Regions from separate parts of the Sus scrofa genome. Here region 2 is linked to region 1. Evidence: chromatin contacts called from public HiChIP or PLAC-seq data. All regions are on one chromosome and are shown on one strand. Each heading gives the region's core, a stretch centred on a gene start, on an enhancer-like site or on the middle of the called end of the contact. The rest is flanking DNA. Distances are from core to core; before and after follow the strand shown. Region 1 overlaps NMNAT2 (nicotinamide/nicotinic acid mononucleotide adenylyltransferase 2). Region 2 has its middle 15 kb from the start of NCF2.

What was found. HiChIP or PLAC-seq counts read pairs in DNA pulled down with a chosen protein or histone mark.
Region 2: an H3K27ac HiChIP or PLAC-seq map of skeletal muscle shows a contact between it and region 1, with 4 times the contacts expected there. The contact joins two enhancer-like sites. A contact is called at or near these places in 1 of 5 promoter capture datasets (liver), 19 of 47 Hi-C or Micro-C datasets (adipocytes, alveolar macrophages, embryonic fibroblasts and 12 more) and 2 of 2 datasets of contacts at active chromatin or transcription factors (alveolar macrophages and skeletal muscle).

The regions. Positions count from the first base shown.
Region 1 is chr9:124,525,052-124,532,469 of Sscrofa11.1, forward strand. It overlaps NMNAT2 (nicotinamide/nicotinic acid mononucleotide adenylyltransferase 2), which reads right to left. Exons shown (of 14, transcript XM_021063806.1): 5 at 7,241-7,329; 6 at 6,375-6,442; 7 at 4,147-4,225; 8 at 543-669. Among named protein-coding and RNA genes, the nearest start is that of LAMC2, 100 kb to the left of the region's middle. Within about 2 kb of position 1,305, at least 38 of the 83 cell types and tissues checked have an H3K27ac peak or open chromatin away from gene starts, as enhancers often do. A contact at or near this core is called in liver, omental adipose tissue and skeletal muscle, where this site is marked.
Region 2 is chr9:124,819,076-124,826,581 of Sscrofa11.1, forward strand. No RefSeq gene overlaps it. Among named protein-coding and RNA genes, the nearest start is that of NCF2, 15 kb to the left of the region's middle. Within about 2 kb of position 4,081, at least 38 of the 83 cell types and tissues checked have an H3K27ac peak or open chromatin away from gene starts, as enhancers often do. A contact at or near this core is called in liver, omental adipose tissue and skeletal muscle, where this site is marked.

The sequences.
Region 1 (7,418 bases), core at 55-2,554:
GTACTGCATTAAATGAAAACCCCTGTAAAGCACTGAGCACCGTGCAAGCATATAGTACTAGCTGTTGGCTAAGTGTTGGGGCGGTGCTGCTCTTTGTCACCAAAGGGATGGCTGAGGTGTGGGGCTCTGGCTACAGAGTGCCTGGGTTTGACTCCTGGCCCCGCTACATCCCTGCTCTGTGACCCTGGGCAAGATCCTCAACCCCTTGGAAAAGGCAGAGAAAACTCCCCCTTTGCAGCTTCGATCCCCGGTTAAGGCAACCACATTTACGTAAAATGCGCACCATCACCCCGTCTCTCTCTCTGTCTCTGTCCCTGTCTCTTTCACTGCGGCTCTTTCTCTCTGATGCTCTATATTAAGAGTTCCCAAAGTACAGTCCCTGGACCAGAGCATCAGCGTCACCTTTTTAAAAGCGCAAATTCTTTTCCTCCTAGCCCCACTGAATCAAATTCTGGGGTGGCATTTAGCGATCTGGATTTGAACAAGCCATCCAGGCAATTCTGAAGCTTGAGGACCACTGTTCTATAGCAACGTTTCCTTACCTGCCGTGGGCTTGGTGGGCACATTGCTGTTCTGGTAAATGGGCTGGGAGGTCTCATTCTGGGGCTGTCCGATGACAGGTGTCATGGAGGGTGTGTTAACATTGGAGAGGATGCAGCCAGTCACCCGCTAGGGGAAGAAGGGCAGAGTCGGTGACATTAGCCAAGTGACTTACGCAAGCGTTTCCCAGTTATTGCCAAATGCTCATCTGCTTGTCCACCATCGTGAGGTGTCCTGGAGCTGCGAAAGAGGACTGGGGTGGGTTCTAGACCCAGCTGTCCCATGACCACACGAGGCTGGCAGGAGGCAAGAGAGCTCAATGGGAAAAAGCACGGGATGTGTTGATGCACAGACTTGGGTTCGAGTTTGAGCTCTGCCCCCCTCTGGCTGTGTGACCTTGGATAGCTACTTAACTGCCCCTGAATCTCCATTCAGGAACCTGACACACAGAGGGAACAGAGCTGCCTTTCTGGGTTGCGGCAAGATTACCCAAGCGAACACACACCGAGTGCCTCTAGTGCATCCGGCATGTAGCAGGAACTTTGTACACGTTGTGACCTCCTGCGGATCATGCATACCTGCCCCTCCACCCCCCCTTGCTTCATGGGGCTCAAATGAGGTCATGTCTGCAAAAGGGCTGTACAAGCTTGGGAAAGGTCATACAAACACCAGGCGCTATCACCACCTGCCACCTCTCCAGGCCAGAGATGCCAATGGCAGGGCCAGGCCGGGAGTGGTGCCAGGCAGAGCAGGATGTGTTTGTGCTGCAGGAAGGGGGGGCGGGGTTCTGGGCACTCTTGCGCCTGCTCACAGTGTGAATGCACATTCCAGAGCCAAACGGAAATTCTATGTGTATTATCCATTGTCCCGTGTTATCTGGCCCGCTGCTTCTCTCTAGGGCCACAGAAAACACAGAACTGATAACGCAGCATTCTTCACAGCTGACCCAGAAGCAACCCCCGCCCCTTTGCCTGAGTGGGTGGGAGAGAGAAACAAAGGATGAATTTTCAATCTGTTTAGCTTCCCAGAGCCCTTGCTTATTCAAGGTCCCTTCCCTGAAAGCCAACCATCACCCTTTCCGCATTACTGAGTCTGGCTGCCAGAGGGTCCCCAAGTCCCAGGGCTGAGGTCACCCTCCAAGACATCTTCCACCCGCAATCCCGCAGCCAGAGCAGCGTGTGAGTCCTCCCAAGCCCTGGAAGGGCAGGCATTCCCTCTTGTGGGGTGACCTGTCACTGCTGCAGTATTCCTGACAGGAGATGGTCACGACAGCATCCGGCCACATCTGGGGGCCAGCTGAGGTCGGGGACCACGGGGGTCTTCTCAGCCGGCTTTGTGGGAGTCTCCGCCCAGCTGCAGCCAGTGGAGTGGAGGGGACAGTCTGCCCTTTTTTATTATGATTTCACCTCCAGGAAAGAAAATGCCACATGCCCATCAAATAACTGGTGTGGTAACTGAGGACTTTCTTCCTCCTGCAGCGTGTGCATCATTCGTCCCATTGGACCTGTTTGGTGCTGGAGGAGAACAGTGCTAGCCACCTGCTCCACTCTGCCCCCACGTGCTCCCATGTTCTCAAAAGCCTGTATCACCTATCCATCCCGCGTCTCTCTCCTCCCCCCCCAAGAGGTTTGCTTTCCACGCAGGAACACAGGCCTGACGCTGGGACTGGGGAGACAGGCAGCTCCAAGCTCCCACTCCAAAGTGCATCATGACTGACATTAGCTGCGGGTCTATGACCATGACCGCAACAGCTGCGGCCCCAGCCAAGCATCACTGGCCCAGACTCCTGCCTCTGGGCATGAGTAACAGAGGGAGGGTTCGAGAAGCCCAGACATCTAGACAGCAGAAACAGCAGCCAGGCTTCCTGGCTGGTATAGCCAGGGCTCAGGCCTGCCTGCGGGGCCCCTGGTTCCTCCCTTCCATCGTGCAGCCTGCAGCTCCTGGGTGAGCAGAAGGAGCGCTGGTCCCCAGCCGCGTCCCCAGCTGACATGTAGTGTGAGAAATTCACTCATGTGAAGCCACTGAGATGTGAAGGATGTTGGCCTATCTTAGCCTGTCCTGACCGATACATCCTTATACAGCAAGAGGAGAGGTCTTTGATCACTGCTGCTGTTCAGACCAGCCCAGAGGAGCAGGTCAGCGCCACTCTATGTCAGAGTCCTTTCCAGGGGGCCCAGGACAGACTCAGGATGTGTGTGAAGGGTTCTGAAAGCAGAAAGAAGGGGGATGGGATTTCTTCAATTCCACGGGGAAGGAACTTAACAGGTGAAGCCGCAGCCAGCCAGTCCTTTCTACTGCCCTTGCTCTTGACTTCCTGGGTGGCCTGGAGCCCCCAAGATCCAGCACTGTTGAAATAAAGCACTGTGCACAGCTGGTGGAGTGTGGGGGCTCTGGGGCTGCTGAGAGCCCTCCAAGGAGAAGATTCTGACAGGCCCTCTGACGGCAAACGCAGGTGGGAGGGAGGCGCTCCCTGTGTCCCGAAGATGCCATTTTGATCTCTGCCGGGGGCTGGGGAGGGCTCAGCATCAGGCTCAGCGGAGGGAGGAGGAGGGACTGCAGCCTGTCTCGGTGGGCGGGCTTTTCATCCTGTCTGGGTGGGAGTCGATGGGTTGGTATTGATCTGCGAAGGCTGCTTTCTGCACATGCGGCCGGTGCTGCTGGCTGGTGTGGAACCTGTGCTTACCAGCAACCAGCTCCTCTGTCACTGCCTCCTGCCGCCAGCCCGGGCACCCCTTGTGTGGACTAGGCAGTCACTGTGTCCTCAGAGACCCCAATTCACCTCTCGGTGCTTCCTCTTACCCACAGATAAAACGAGGCTGAGAACACCATCTGCCCGCAGACTCTTTTTTTTTTTTTTTTTTTTTGTCTTATTAGAGCCACACCCGCAGCATATGGAGATTCCCAGGCTAGGGGTCGAATCAGAGCAATCCATCCTCCTCACCTCTGCTGAGCCTGATGCTGAGCCCTCCCCAGCCACAGACAAAGATCAACATAGCTGCCGGCCCACACCACAGCCACAGCAACGCCGGATCTGAGCCGCATCTGCGACCTACACCACAGCTCATGGCAACGCTGGATCCTTCACCCACTGAGTGAGGCCAGGGACTGAACCCACAACCTCATGGTTCCAAGTCGGATTTGTTAACCACTGAGCCATGACGGGAACTCCCCTCGGGCTCTCGTGAGGAGGAATGTTCTCATGACGGCGATGCCCGTGGGTCAGGAGCACTCCAGTCCCAGCGTGCTAAGCTGCAGTGAGAGGACCGCTGGGTGCCCAAGATGTGCGGCAGGAGGACCTGGATGCTGGTTCCTCTGCCCAGCGCCCCCTCTCCTCCTGACTTTCTTTGTCTGGTCCTCCTTCTCTCCTCCCTTTCCAAAGTTTTCCAGCTGTGATCTTAAGCCCACCTCAAACTCACTGCCAGAAGATGAAAACTGTCCCCAGGTCACATCCAGGCAGGGAGCAGCCTCTGGTGCTGCTCTGGGTTCCTAAGTCACTGCCCTCCTGGGTGCTGCTCAGAGCCTGGCCTCCGCCACTAATGGCCAAGAAGCAGGAGACACCCTTTGCCTGGCCTGCCCGGCTTCTGTGGGCTGTTGGGCCCAGCTCACCTTCATGAGGTCCCGATGGTGTTCGAGAACGCTGCAGGTCGTCTGCCAGGTGTCCTGGTAGCACTCCCACGGGTCCACCCTGACAATCAGAAAGATGTTTCCCTTGGTTTCCATTCTCACACTCTATCCTTACGGACACAGCACTCAACAAGCTTAGCAGACCTGGTCATACCGTGGACTTAGATCTCGAATCGGATACAACATGGGCTCAGATCACCTTCCTGCCCCTCGGTTTCCCCTCTGCAAAATGAGAGGAGTATGACAGAGGGTCACGTGAACAGATGCTGGTACCAGACCGGCCAGGGTTAATCCCAGCACCTGATCTTCCCAACTGTGGGGTTTTTGGGGAAGGTTAGCTGACCTTTGGTGCTCACATTCCCATCTGTAGAACAGAACTGAGAATAATAGCTCTCTTGTGGGGTTATGAGAAGGGGTCAATGTGTTTTATATCCAAGGGGACTAGTATAGCATCTTGCTCTGATTCTTACCTGCAAAACGGGAACTCTCTGGATCTTACGGGATTGTGATAAGAATTCAATGAGCCAGGCCCTCATCCAGTGGTGACTGCAGTTACCTGCCCTGGGGAATCTGCATGTGTCCACCTCCCTGTGCAGTGGGGCGCTCTGTGGGCATGGAGGTGATCATGACAGCCAGATCCCAAGGCACGGCCCGGAAGACTGGCCCACACCTGCTGCACTTCCAGGATGGAAAGTGAGCAGGGATCCAGCGCCAGACTGATAGAGCACTCGGGCTTAACTGCCAACTTAATGAGCTGCTAAACTGGGATGTTTCTCAAACATGTTCTTAGCAGCTGAACGCTCCCTGCCCACCTCCCATCACGCAGCACACCGAAAGTTCCCAGAGCGGAGAGCTCACAAACTAAGAACCCTTCGAGACCCAGCTTGCCCTGGGCCTGGTTCCCCGAAGATCCCTGACCACTCTCCCCCCTTGAGATGAGCAGACACCTGACCTGGCTAAACAGGCCCCAGCGTGCCCAGCCCCTATCTCTAAAGCTAGCTCCAAGCCTCAATTCTCGAGATTCTGGCTGTCCCAGTGCCTGGAGCAGGGCAGGGCAGGGCAGGCCGTGAGTGTTCAGTAAGGATTTGTTGACTGAATGAGGGAGTTATTTCAGAAGCTTCTAGTCACATACAAGCAGTAACAGTCTCCTGCCCAGAATGTCCTGACTGGTCCCCTTGTCCCCTGAGATCCTGAGGTCATGAGGTACAGTGCGAGGGGCTTCACGTCTCTCCTGACTGGATCACAGATGCGCTGTTGGCTCTCAAGCTCCTTGCCTTCCTCCGAGCCGTCTCCCTAGCTGACGTCTAAGTCGGGGGTGGGGGACGAGAGGTCTGTACAGGGCAAGGCTGCTCACACAAATCCCTGCACACGGACGGCCTGGATCACAATTTCATTGTTGTTGTTGCTTTCCTTCGCTGCCCTCATTTCCGCCCACCCCATCTTGTCTCCGCTCACTCTCTGCAGCCCTCATTCTGAGGTCAACTGCCCTTCATTTCTCTCCTTTCATGGAAACCTCTAGGTGCTGCTTATTTTTCCATGGGGGGAAATTACAGTACAAATGGTGTGCCCTTATTTTTTTTTAACCGTCATCTTCTTATGCAAATTATAACCGCAGGAGCTTGGGGGAGCACAATTAGCATAATTAGTGGAAGCTTGCTTTAATTACACCACAAGCCCAGCGGCTAACGGAGGACGGATGACGGTTTGCCATCTCAGCGAGAGGACTGTGCAGGGACCATTGGAGGGAAAGGCGGCCAGCGCGGGCTCGCCCCGCACCTCTGTGCACCCTAGGGAGCCTGAGTTCAGGAACAGGGAAGAGCCCAGGCCAGGGGACACTCCCTGAAAGGTAGCAAGAGCTCAGGGAAGTGAGCAGGGATGGAGGGGAAGGGTACTTCTCATTTTCTGGCCCTGCCTCACCCCAGTCCCAAAGACGTGTTTGGAAGCTCGGCGTGTATCCCTGAATTCAAAAGTGCCAGAGCAGATGAAACCCTGAAAGTCCTCTCTTCAGTTTCATGGGCTCCATAGCTTGGTTAAAAAATAAAGTCATCAGTTGGGCCACCCCAGAATGTTTACGTAATTATTGCCTGCGTGGGGCTAATACCTACCCCCATCTCCTGTGGGGTCCAAATTGCTGTGGGGACTCTTCCTTTTTTCCACCCATCCCCAGGGAGCAGGGCCACCCACCTCTGGCCTCATGGGGCCAGCCCTACCTGATCCAATCGGAGTTCTGGACGGCCAGCTGACACATGATGAGACGGTGCCTGCTCGACACAAGGCCCTGGGAAGCAACAGAGCAGTGGTTGGGAGGTTCGCTGTGACCCCACAGCCTCCCCAAGTCTTCATCCCAAGCCACCCCACTATAAAAATGCAGCGTTGTTCAGTGGTGACAGAGAATGAGGTGTGAGCCCTCTTCGTGTCCATCTGCCACACACAGCCATGGAAGGGCAGGGGGTGGGGGGCGGGAGTTAGAAGGTGTGTGCAGTGTACCCCCAACAGGGCCACAAGTGAGCCTCGAACTGACCGAGCAGCCAGTGTTCGCCCAGCACAGGCATGAGACTTAACTTGGCAAGTGCTGCCTTGTCTCACGGCTCGGTCTGGCTGGTGATGTCCCCAGAACCCACCAAGTTGGACCTGGGGGAGGAGAGGAAGGACCAGGAGAGCTTCTACATGGTCTGAGATGTGCAGCAGGGATGGAGGGGCAGGGAAATGAATTCTAAATCAGATTATAAGAGGGATAGGTCTTTTTCTTCTAAAATCCCAGGAAAGAGTGCCTAGCCCATAATGAGTCGCCAGGTCGCATTTGGCCCTCAGCAGGTGTGCCTGCTCTTCTTTTAATCAGTTCCAACTGGGCCAGGTCGCGGGCAGCTGTTTCTCCCAGCTGCTGCCCACACCCACCCATCTGACCTGATCCACTCAGGTCAGACTGTGGTCCAGAGACGGGAAGCAGGACACCTGTTCCTGGCTATTTTGTGTTTCCAGGAATCCTAAGAGCAATGGCAGTGGGGCAGTATTATACCAGGGGAGCCCTCAGGTCAGGAAGGGGGGCCACGGAAGAGGGGGGCAGAAGAGGACCCACCTGTTTTCCATAGGAGTCGTGGACAGGAGAGACAATCCCGCCAATGACAATAAACCTTCCGGTTTTGTGCAGATAATCCCTGGCTCTTTCTAATTAAGAAAAGAAAACCACACATTATGAAGAGGCATGGATTAAAGGTGATAACTGAAATCAATGTGCTCAGCTCTGTAAGGCTTAG
Region 2 (7,506 bases), core at 2,831-5,330, 300 kb after region 1:
GGCCACCAACGGGCAGTGGGTGCTTTGGGATTTCCAAATTTATGACAGAAGAATGAACAAATGGTCTTGTCGGCTTCGTGGGGTGCTAGTCCTCTGCTGTGACATTCCCACCCTCCCACTCCTGCTGCCTTGAGCAAAAGCCTCATGGCCAGCTGGGCCCTGCCCTTGCCAGCCTGGCCCTTGGACACTCAGTGCCCCCTCTGTCCCAGGTCCAGGCAGCTTTCTCTCGGTTTCTGGTTTTGCCTGCTCTCAGCTCTGTAGTTATTTCCTCCTTAGAATTCTAGCACCTGAAAGCTTTGCAGAATGCTTTGTTACACGGAGGTACAATTCAAGCCACAGAATTCATCACATTCTGTCAGTATCATTGAATGCTGTGAAAGTCCCCTTTGACACAAAAAGTGGATGTCCCATTTAGAATCTATCATAATTCCCCCTAAACAGAGTTTTTCATACCTCTTCTCTCCCTCTCCAGTTGTCTGCTTACAGGCTATAGGTAAGACATCTGTTTCTGGCAGCCATGGTCCTTCCAGATCCTTTCTTGCTTTCTCCTTCCATCCCTGTCCCCTGGGGCATAGAATCCTGGAAAGAAGGTTGGGGAATAAGGACTTCTGAAGCCTGGAGAAGTGGTCCTTACTTGGACAAGGAAACATCAAGAAGCAACTGTAGGAGTTTCCGTAGTGGCTCAGTGGAAAGGACTCTGACTAGCATCCATGAGGATGTAGGCTGGATCCCTGGCCTCGCTCAGTGGGTTAAGGATCCAGCGCTGCCATGAGCTGTGGTGTAGGTCACAGATGCAGCTTGGATCTGGTGTTGCTGTGGCTGTGGTGTAGGCCAGCAGCTGTAGATCCGATTGGACCCCTAGGCTGGGAACCTCCATATGCCCTGGGTGTGGCCTTAAAAAGCAAGAAAGCAAGGAAGGAAAGAAGGAGGGAGGGAGGGAAGGAAGAAGGAAAGAAGGAAAGAAGGAAAGAAAGGAAGAAAGAAAGAAAGAAAGAAAGAAAGAAAGAAAAAAGGAAGGAAGGAAGGAAGAAAAGAAAAAAGAAAAGCAGAGCAGGACCCGCCCAGCCCTTTCTAAGATGTCTTCTTCCCAGTGTGACTGCTTATTTGCCACTGTGAGTCCCCAAAGATGAGCTCAAGTCCATATTTGCAAGCTTCCCCTTGAGGATAATTATGCATCTAATTGCTGAAGTTGCAGAGGCTGAACCCTTTTCGGGGTAGGAGGGGCAACTAATGCTAATCCTGAGTCGCTGTCACTTTGTATTGAGCTCTCACTGTGCGCCAGCAAGGTTCAAGCACTTGTGCACAGGCTTCACTTGTGGCTACAAAACCCATTGATAGTAAAGGAAGCTGAGTCTTACTTAAGTAACTTGCTCAAGGTTACAGAGCTCATAAATTACCATGATTAAAATGCAGGTCTGTCTGACTCCAAGGGCAATGTGTGCTCAATAAAGAAGAGGGAAAGAGGAGTTCCCACTGTGGCCCAATGGGATCTGCAGCATCTCTGGAACTCTGGGACATGGGTTCCATCTCTGTCTGGCACAGTGAGTTAAGGACCTCAAGTTGCTGCAGCTGTGGTATAGGTCACAGCTGTGGCTCAGATCTAATCCCTGGTTGGGGAACTCCATATGCCTCTGGGTGGCAAAAGGAAAAAAAAAAAAAAAAAGAGGCAAAGAGAAATTGCCACTTCGGAAGCATCTCACCTATTCTGGATACAGTTTGGCAATGTTCTTCTTTGCCACAATCCAAAGGAGGTCAAAGATTTCCCCCCTAATTAACAAACAAACAACACAACAACTAAACCTTTTTTTTTCCCCAAGGAACGATGCTTTCCTGCTTAGGGGCAGGGCAGGATTTGACGATGGGAATTCCCCTCCTATCTTTCTTTCTTTCTTTCTTTACTTTTTTGTCTTTCTAGGGCTGTACCTGTGGCATATGGAGGTTCCCAGGCTAGGGGTCCAATCGGAGCTCTAACCAAAAATAGCCAGAAATGTAACAACTGTCTGGGAAATTTGGATTTGGAATCCCTGGCATAGCCCTGTGTTCTTCCTTCGTCAGCTGTGGTGCTTGTGCCTCGGGGAGCTGGCCCCGGGGCCCCAGTCTCCAGCATTTTCAGCTGAAAGAAACTGGCCCCACAGCCCCATCCGTCCCCTTTGCCATTGCCCTGGGCCGTACTTCTCTCATCCCATGGAGCCATAGGAGGGTCCAAAATTCTTCTCTGGCTCGGGCTAGGGCACCTTGACAGAGAGGCAGGCAGGGAGCAGATTGTCCCTGCAGGTGGGACCGAGGATCTGGTGACCTCTAGCTTTCCTGAGATGATGCGTGAAATGATGGACTGCTGAGGTCATCTGCCAAAGTCAAACTCTTAAACAATTAGATTTTCTTCTGCCTGGGGAAGAAGCAGGTGAATCCCTGCTCCCTGGGACTTTCATTTTAACTCTGGAAACATCTGTGTCATCTGCGAAGCTCCCACAAAGCTGTTTTCAGGCCTCAAGCAGAGATGTCTCAGACATCCGTTCACCCTGGATTCCGCTCCTAGCATCGCTATGGCAACCTGGGTACCAGCTGGAAGAACCAAAACTCAGCAGGGCCCTGCTTATCAGGTCTGAGGAAAAGCACTGAACAGGTGACAAACAGGAAGCGTCATTTTGCAGAGGGCTTTTTTTTTTTTTCTTTCAAGATGGAGTTTCGGGGAATAAAACAATTCAGTAGACCATGAATAAGTAGCTTTAAAAATCAGATGCTTTTGCTCAGTTCTGGGACAATGATTAACAAATTGGCTCTTGGTTCTGTTTTGAAGTCAAATGTTCATGTTTTAAATTTAGCAGCTCAAAGGCCAGCAAATTCACTTTCTTTTTGTTCAGGCAATAAAGTCACAATGCTGTCCCCGCGAACCAGCTGCTTTTTGAAATTACCTTGTGATCATTTTATTTTCAATTTTGTACTTGTTGTTTTAACTGAGAAAGGGAAATGGAATATTGAAATCCAAGATGGATATCAAGCTTAGGTAAGTCCTTAAATAATTACAAAGCCCCAATCCCCGTACTCTAGTGTCCTCTTAAGCAAGGGCTGGCTCAGGATTCTTGCCCTGGAGTTCCCTGGTGGCCTGATGGGTGGGGAAGCCAGTGTTGTCGCTGCCATGGCTGGGGTTGCTGACGTGGTGTGGGTGTGATTCCTGGCCCCGTGGAGGGATGGGGAGGGTGCACGGAGAGTGCGCAGCCAAAAACAAAAAAAAAAAAAAAGAGAGAGAGAGAGAGAGAAAGATGCTTGCCCTGAAAAACCCTACATGTGACTCTGGAGAGATAAGCTGAGCCAGAGTAAAACAATAGAGACAGGACCAATTCATATGAAAGTATACTCTACACCATTCCCAGAAGATGAAAATGGCTCCTGCTTAAGTTCTTCAAATTTTGAACAAATGTATTCAAATGAATTCTGCCTTCTTTCAGAATTAAAGTGTTTCAGCAGATTGGCTGTTCCAACCTGATGTTCGTACTCCATGAACCAAAGGGATTCCTTTTTCATTTTTGGCTGTCTTTCAGCCACCTGGCTTTCTGTAAGATTTTCTGTGCTTCTTATAATGTGTGAAGCTATGACACCTGTCTAGGCCTCCAGTGATTCTTCTGGGTCCAGGTTGCAAAATCTCGAGCCAGCACTTGATTGGTTATGATGACTGCTCTTGCTCCAGCAATGATTTCCCAACCGTTCAAGCACCCGCGGTGGGGCTTCTGCACTTTGGCTGATTACTCCATGCATCCGTTCACCATGAACCCCTTTGGGGAGATAAACCATAGCATCATAGGTTCATTTGTTCCTGTGAACTTGAAAAAGTCGATCCCTGAGTCCAGCTCTTAGAACTGAACCCCCCATTTCCTGAGTGAACACAGGGGACATTTCTGCTTCTTTTGGAGGCCAGGGTTAGGCTGGGGTGTGGGGAGGGGAGGGAGTGAAGGGGCCCAGGTGCCCAGGTGGTGGTCCAGGCTACAGAAGCCCTTCTTCATAGCATCTCTCTTTGCTTGACCTATAGCCACCCACAGGGAGCACTCGATGAACTGAAGCCTCTCTCCCTCAGCCGGTTCCTGGGTGTCCCCTGAGTCACATTCAGCAATGAGGAAGTGAAAAGCACTGTGAAATGAGCCTCATTGTCATGTGGCTCTCTTTTCCTAATTTGGTCTGGCAGGCCTGGGCACGGGGGCCTGGGAAACATCTTTCTTGGCAAGGGCAGAGGGGAAATCTAGTACCTTCTAATTTTCCCATTTGGTGTCTGAGCTGACATTCTGGATGAAAATCTCCAGAGGACAAGAGCTGAGCCCTAACTATCACCCCCCCCCCTTATCTGTCTTCATTAGGGCACCTACGTGATCTCTACGCTTGGAAAATTCCTCTTTGTGATAAGGGTGATACAGAACACGGGCCAAAGCATCCACTCCCCAACTCGTACTCTGGGGGCAAATAGTCACTTTCCCACTAAGAGAACTATGAAAAAAAAAAAAAAGTCTGTATTTTTCCAAGCTTTCTATTTTTAGTTCTCTTTTTCTGCTAGTGGCAGAAAATATAATCTTATTCAGTTCCAGGCATACTCAGTTTAAACCTCTTCAAGCTCCTGTACTCTGAAATTTCCAAACTTTTGCAGGGCTCTGTCATTTTCCCCCTTTGGAGCTAGCTGCTCCTGGGAGATGATGGCCCCTCTGTGCCCCTCCTCTGAGCCCCCATCCAACTGGCTTCTCTTCCTTTATCTCCTCGGGGCTGGGGAGCAGGGGAGGGGGTGTTGGAAAGGGGAAGGTGTCAGAGGGCAGAGGAGACTGGCTCGGCAAATATCCTCCATCCCTCTGCCCCACCTTCTAGGGTTACATAAGGACCATTGCTTTGCTTTTTTTTTTTTTTTTTTTGCATATGAAGGTTCCCAGGCTAGGGGTTGAATCAGAGTGTAGCCACTGGCCTACACCACAGCCACAGCAACACCAGATCCGAGTCATGCCTGAGACCTACACCACAGATTATGGCAATGCCGGATCCTTATTCCACTGAGCAAGGCCAGGGATTGAACCTGTCTCCTCATGGATACTAGTCAGATTCATTTCTGCTGAGCCATGATGGGAACTCCCATTATCAAATTTAAAAGCCAGCACCTCCTAGAGTAATGAAAATAAAAACAAAAATAAATACATGGGACCTAATTAAACTTAAAAGTTTTTGCACCCCAGAGAAAAACACAAACAAAATGAAAAGATAACCCACAAAATGGGAGAAAATATTTGCAAATGAAGCAACAGACAAGGGATTAATCTCCAAAATATACAAACAACTCATGAACTCAATGTCAAAAAAATAAACATCCCAATCAAAAAAATGAGCAGAAGACCTAAATAGATATTTCTCCAAAGAAGACATACAGAGTGCAAAAAAAAAAAAAAGATGTTCAACACCACTAATTATTAGAGAAATGCAAATCAAAACTGCTATAAGATACCACTTTACACTAGTCAGACTGGACATCATCAAAAAGTCTACAAACAATAAATCCTGGAGAGGTGTGGAGAAAAGGGAACCCTCCTACACTCAACAGGGATGTACACTGGTACAACCACTATGGAAAACAGTATGGAGGTCCCTCAAAAAACTAAAATAGAACTACCGTATGATCCAGCAATCCTGCTTCTGGGCATCTGTTTGGAGAAAACCCTAATTCGAAAAGACAAGGCACCCTAATGTACATTGCAACTACTACAATAGCCAAGACATGGAAGCAACCTAAATGTCCCTTGACAGATGAATGGATCAAGCAGATGTGGTACATATATACAGTGGACTATTACTCAGCCATGAAAAGGAATGAAATAATGCCGTTTGTAGCAACATGGATGGACCTAGAGATTATCATACAAAGTGAAATTAAACAGTGAAAGACAAACATCATATGATATCACTTACATGTGGAATCTAAAAAAAAGGATATAAATGAACATATTTGCAGAACAGAAATAGACTCACAGACTTTGAGAACAAACTTGTGGTTACCAAAGGGGACAGGTGGTGGGAGAAGGGACGGACTTTGGGAGGGGCCCATGCACACTGACTGGCCAATGGGGACCTGCTGTGTCGCACAGAGAACTCTACCCAGTATTCTGTGACAATCCATGTGGAAAAAGAATCTGAAAAAGAATGAATATGTGCACATCGTGTAAAACTGAACCACTTTGTGGAAATTATGACCACCCTGTGATTCAACTCTACTCCAATAAAATTAAAAAAAAAAAAAAAAAAAGCCAACAGTGTGTTGCCTTTCTTCCCTGGCTCCACCATGACCATTCTCCTCTGAGATGAATGGCAGCCTCCTGTTTCTCCCTAGAAGGTCATAAAATGAAAGGGAGGGTGTGGGGGGGCGGGGGGAGAATCTTCAGAACACTTCGCACTGTTACATAATCATAGGTTGGACTCACAGAGAAGCTCTTCTAAAAGCTCCACCCCTTCGACTGTTTTTTTTTTTAATGATTTTAATTTTTTTCCATTATAGCTGGCTTATGGTGTTCTGTCAATTTTCTTTTCTTTTTTTAAAAATCTTTTGTCTTTTTTTAGGGCCACACCTGCAGTATATGGAGGTTCCCAGGCTAGGGGTCCAATCGGAGCTGTAGCTGCTGGCCTACACCACAGCCATAGCAACACCAGATCCAAGCCACAGCTCACAGCTCACAGCAACGCCGAATCCATAACCCACTGAGTGAGGCCAGGGATGGAACCCACAACCTCATGGTTCCTAGTCGGATTTGTTTCTGCTGTGCCACAGGGACTCCTGATCTGTCAGTTTTCTACTGTACAGCAAGGTGCATTTCTACTGTTGACTCTCAACAATGGATGCTCCATTGCTGAACAAAGGGCTCGGCTAGCACCAGGGGCTCACGTGGTCCAGGCTGGGACTCAGCGTGGAGGCCCACAGGTCCCTGTGCCCCCAGCATCCTGAGGAGAGGTGCACGAACAGCCAGATGCCGCCGGACCCTGTGGCCTATTGCCCCTCCCTTCCTTTTTCTTCTCTTGCATGTTCCCCTTTGATGCTCCTCCCCGCCACCCGCCCCATGCCTTCCTCTCTCTTTTGAAATATAACTTATATGTAGTAAAATGCACACATGTTAAGTGAATTATTACCTGTGTATGCCATCACCACCAGTGTGCTCCCTTTTCAAGGGAGCTCATGAGGGTAGTCTTGGAACTGGAACAAATACAGCCTGGATCTGTGCACAAAATGGTCAGACTTTGGATGCCCAGCTATTTTTAAGGGTTTCTGGCTTTGAGATTCTTCAGTTCCCCCTGAAGATTTCTGGGCTAGAAAAGCTTCAGGAAGGACCCTTCCCAGACCCGAGGCCCTGCAGTGTCCCCTCCCCCTCTGGGGAAGGAATTTGTCACCCAATGGCCCCTGCCGCTTCCTGATGGGAGTATCGTGGGTCAGCTCCGGGAGCATCCATCACGTGAATGTCCTACCCTGGATGAGAAGCCATGTCTTGTGGGAACCTCTCA